2 separate regions of the Lactuca sativa genome follow, and region 2 is linked to region 1. The links are chromatin contacts, called in public Hi-C maps. All regions are on one chromosome and are shown on one strand. The core of a region is the stretch at or near the end of the contact, and the rest is flanking DNA. Distances in the headings are between cores, read along the strand shown.

Evidence for each region. A called contact is a pair of places that touch in the nucleus more often than the background predicts.
Region 2: a contact with region 1 is called in a Hi-C map of seed, with 6 times the contacts expected there. The contact joins the promoter of LOC111901411 here to the promoter of LOC111902325 in region 1. A contact is called at or near these places in 2 of 4 Hi-C or Micro-C datasets (leaf and seed).

What each region holds. Positions count from the first base shown.
Region 1 is chr4:272,963,987-272,966,686 of Lsat_Salinas_v11, forward strand. It overlaps LOC111902325, which reads right to left and starts at 1,405. Exons shown (of 8, transcript XM_052770584.1): 1 at 589-1,405; 2 at 158-449; 3 at 1-47.
Region 2 is chr4:273,174,549-273,177,248 of Lsat_Salinas_v11, forward strand. LOC111901411 (ABC transporter G family member 25) reads left to right here and starts at 1,318. Exons shown (of 4, transcript XM_023897261.3): 1 at 1,318-1,529; 2 at 1,601-2,441. The coding sequence starts at 1,446.

The DNA of each region.
Region 1 (2,700 bases), core at 155-2,654:
GTTAGAATAGGTAAAGCGATTACCTATTGAGAATCCAACTGTTTTTCCTGAAAAAAATTTGGAAGACAAATTATAAAACCCAACAACATTCCTATGGTTAAATTTGTGATTATTTTCAATCCACATCTTAAAACCTAGAAATTTTGGGATGGGATACCTGGTGATTTCGGTGAAGATTCCAAGTTCGTTGAATCTGAGCTTGGGCTCTTGAAGCCAATTTTAGGATAGAGGTTGATTGTGTGTGCTTCGGACCGTGATGGAAGCAAAAACAAAACAGAAGTTCAAACATGTGCAAGTGAAATTGAATGAAGAAACCGTAGATATTTGCATCAAAAAGAAGATGATTTGCTTACCTGCAATTCTGGCAAAACCATTGCTTCCTCCACTCCCACACCTTAAGCCGATTGTGATGAACACTATCACAGTCGTATAGCATATTCCCACATTTGCTGGACAACGACGAAGCGAAGCATGTTTCAACAAATATTGCTTGTTTTACTTTTATCACAAACCATGAGGCAAAAAGAAAAAAATCAAACATGTAGGAACAAAACTAGAGTAACAAAACTGCAAGAACTAAGTATGGACCTGTTAAGTCGTCTGATGGTCTGATGGTTGCATAGACCGGTCCAATGGTGGTAAGAAGGAATCGTAAGATAGGCAGCAGTGGAGGGGTGGAGGATACTAGTAACAAAAATTTAGGTCCCAAAATTGCGACCAAAAATCAAAACCCTTGTTAATTTGGAGTATGGGATACATGAAAAAGTTGCGAATTGTAAAGATTATGGCAAAGTAACATGTTTGTAGCTCCAATTCGGGGATGCTCGCTCGACGCTAATAAACGAAACCTAGGTAAAAGAGATGGTAGATGAGGAGTGGAAGACAGAAGGATTGAGAGACATATACGGTGGAATTGAAATCACAGACAAGGATTGATAGAAAGAAGAAAGAGAGGAAGAGTCGATGGCTTTCACAAGCCGTAACGATGTCTTCTGGGCTCCACCAATCAATGGAGGAAGCCCTAATCACACGGTTGTAGAATATAGAGAAGATGGTGACGCCGATGGTAAATGGGTTGAGGGTTTTGTCGGTTTGATCCGACTCAGTTTAGAACAGAACGCAGAAAAAAACTGATCGGTGGTGGAAGGATCGGGAAGACACGTCTGAAGAAAACCTGAAAGTTGTGGAGGCCTCTACTTCTCCCAGTTACCGCTATAGATAAGGAAGAAACTGAAAGGATAGATTACCTACAGGTGGTGTGGGGATAAAATAACCGGCAAACCGCACTGTTCTAAGGACGGTCATATGTGAAACTGGGCACGATGACCAACATGTGGACAGGAGAAAAGAATATTTTCCATCCTTATACAAAAATTCTATAATCAAGAGACCATTTCTATCAAAAACTCGCAAGTTCACTATTTATCTTGCAACACAACTTTAATATATATATATATATATATATATATATATATATATATATATATATATATATATATATATATATATATATATATATAATAGATATATATATATATATATATATATATATATATATATATATATATAATAGATACAGGTAGATTTGAAACCAGGTTGAGATATATTTCAAACTTCAATATTTGATTTATGTTGATGATTAAATAGTCATGTTGAAGTTTTAAAGTGTTTCCTAAAAATTCATGAGTTATCTATTAAGTTAGACTTTGTTTATGAAAAAGAAGAAACATTAAAACTGGTAATTGAAAATCTGACAGTTTTGACTTTCTAGACTGGAGTCCAAGAAATGTTAAAATGGATAAGGCAAAGGCTCAACTTATTTAGAAGAATAATTGTACATTGTTGAAAGTGCATCACAGGAAGTTTAAAAGTGAACACTAAGTTTTACAATGCTTTAAATTTTATAAACTTTACAGATTATAAAACTAATTTGAAATAAAATAAACAAATAAGGTATGTTTTGAAATGTAGGCAATAGAGATGTTTTATAAACATATTTGAAGTAGAAAGTTGCAAATTTATCATATTGGATTTCAAGAAAACACATTTAAGTAAATTACAATGTCTAAATGAGAAAGTAGTCAAAAGAGTCAAAACAAAAGTGGTTTGAAAGATCCGATGAAGTTTTTACACATAATATGAATTTCAGTGTCATATGTTTAGGTTTTATCATAGGGTTTAAACACTTTTATAAAAGAAAGTGTTTTTAAGTTTTCGAAATGTAACAAAATCGTGACAATGTTTAAAATGATTTATATGCCTTGGAAAGAAAAAATAGCTATTGAAATATATTTGAAACGGAATTGGAATGGTAAGGTTCAGATAAACATTAGTTAAATTAACTTTTGAAGAAAAGTGCTCAGTTGAAGCCATTTAGCAAAAGTAAAATCGGTTGTTCTTAGCAAAAAAAATATAGCTTACATGGTTAGGAAAGGTCTAGTAAACCACTTCAATAGGTATTGTTTTCTCGAAATTAAGCTATTTTCTGAATACAAGTCAAAGCTAGTGGGACCATAAGTGTTATGCTTATATGATAATAATCATCATGATAGTGGGAGCATAAATGTTATGCTTGTAAGACATTATGCATCGTGTCCCATACGCTTCAGGTATAGGATCGATTGCAAATGCTATAATATATGACTAAGATAATTAAACAAATATCAAAGGACGATCCAAAGCTCGCTGAGGATTGGTCGT
Region 2 (2,700 bases), core at 68-2,567, 210 kb after region 1:
GAATACCTTGGAAAGTTCATATTTGCATGTATAATAGAGAAAACATAGATCCAAGGTATTTAGGGTTGCATGTATACCTAGGAGTGTTAGAATGCTAAAAACCCAAAAGTATTAACGTTAAACAAGTAATGTTTTGAATACAATGTAAATGCTATGTTATCAATACAATAGTTGTTGTTGCTTTGATTACTATTTTTCAATTGTTGTGATAGTGTACATGACGTCATCCACCCCCAAACATTTCTGTTATTTCGGTTTGGAGGTGTGACAGACAGAGTATTGACACGACGATATGTTTGACGAATCAAATGATAATTCGGATATGTTCGTCGAGAGCGAGGATTCTGATGATGAGAATGACGTTGATAAGAACGACGATGATGAGTTCGATGCCGAGGATGGTGATTCCAAGTGACGTATTTTTTTTTAATTCGGATATTAATTATGTTTTCTAAGTTGTGGTTTTTTAATATTTGTTTTTTCTAATATATATATATATATATATATATATATATATATATATATATATATATATATATATATATATAATTTTTAAAATTGCTTATTTTAATGTATCTTTGAATGTTATTTTTAACTAATGAATTAATTTTTATTTTTTATTAAAATTTATGTTTATTATTTATTTAAAAAAATTTATAAATCATCAAAATCAATTAATTTTATAAAAAAAAAAACAAAAAATAAAAAGTGAACGAAGGTTCCGGCACATTATCTTACTTTTGGTGAGGAAAGAAAAGTAGGATTAGAAATGTGACAGAAAAAAAAATAAATAAATAAATAAAGGGAGTTTTGCGCACATACCTTGCGGTCTAAAAAAAATAACGGGAGTTTTGCACACATACCACCTTGCGGTCTAAAAGACATTAAGCAAAGGCAATTGGGCAACAAAAAGAGGCACTGCCAACGCATTTATCGGATGTTAAAAAGGGATAGAAAAAATAAATAAATAAATAAACTTTTAGACCGAACGAGATATAGAAATTAGGACAAGAAAAGTTTAAAAGAGATGTATTATTAACTTCTTACAATCACAAATCGTCACCAACATGTTGAAACCCATGGCTAGTTATTGAGATCCAAACAAATTATAATTCTTTATACATGTGCACCTAACTTTAAAATTAATAAAACATGTATAATAAAATATTTAAGATACGAACCATGCAAATAAAGGATGTAAAACTAAAGCACAAAATATAATTGGGGAGTGGAGCCAACTTTTAACTAAAAGGAGAATCAACCATCACCTACACCTGCCACGTACCAATTTTCCCCTTAACGTGTGTCACCCTCTTTTGACGTCGGAACCCACTGTCAACATCCCCCATGATCTCCATAAATACTCCCATCTTCATTCTTGTGTTCATTCCCTTCATTTTCTTCTATTTTATGATTTTATCTCTAACATAAAAAAATAAAAAAATATGACTCAAGAACATCATACCACTCATCCACCCAAAAACCAGTCCTTAGGGATCTCGTCGTCTTCGTCTCCCGTCCATCTGAAGGTATATATAATTTTTTTTTTCTGTTGTACTTGTACGTGTGATCGATGCTGATTGTTTGTTCGATTTTGCAGTTCATTGACATCTGTTATAGAGTGAAGATTGAAAATAATGGTGGAAACAACTTGATTGGGAGCATATTGGGCGGAAGTGAAACCTCGACTAGTGACGATTGCAGTAGGATCCAAGAACGTAGCATCTTGGAGGGGATCACTGGAATGGTACACCCTGGTGAACTCCTGGCCGTCTTGGGCCCGTCGGGGAGCGGGAAGTCCACCCTCCTGAACGCGCTTGGGGGGAGGCTACATGGACACCAGTTCACCGGAACAGTACTTGCCAACGGTCGTAAATTGTCGAAAACAGTACTCCGACGAACTGGGTTTGTCACCCAGGACGACGTACTGTACCCCCACCTCACTGTCCGGGAAACTTTAATCTTCTGCGCCCTTCTCCGTCTTCCGCAGAGCCTCACCCGGGGGGAGAAAACGGAGGTGGCGGATTCCGTGATCGCAGAGCTGGGTTTGTCGAAATGCGAGAATACCATCATAGGTAATACGTTTATCCGTGGGGTCTCCGGCGGGGAACGTAAGCGCGTGAGCATCGCACATGAGATGTTGGTAAATCCGAGCTTATTGATACTAGACGAACCGACGTCAGGTCTGGACTCGACGGCGGCGCACAGGCTGGTGTCCACCCTAGCTGGGTTGGCACACCAGAAGGGAAAGACGGTTGTTACGTCGGTGCACCAGCCGTCGAGCAGGGTGTTCCAGATGTTTGATACTGTGCTGGTTTTGTCGGAAGGAAGGTGCATTTACTTTGGGAAAGCGTCGGAGGCCATGAGTTACTTTGAGTCGGTTGATTTCCGGCCATCTTTTCCGATGAATCCAGCTGATTTTCTGCTTGATCTTGCAAACGGTAATCAATTTCATACTCCTATATACACTTTTATATCATGATATCCGTGACTGTCTCCTCAAACATCCATTCCTAGACTGTCTATAATAACTGTGTAGCTAGTGAAAACCTTAAACACTCCATCGGGTCTCATGAAATTAATTAATTGACCCAACTCAACGATCATGCAGATAAAGTTAAAACTTATACATCAACGTTGTAAATATTGGCTTTACTTTTGGTTTAAATATTTAAATAAAAAACGAGAAAATGCATACCC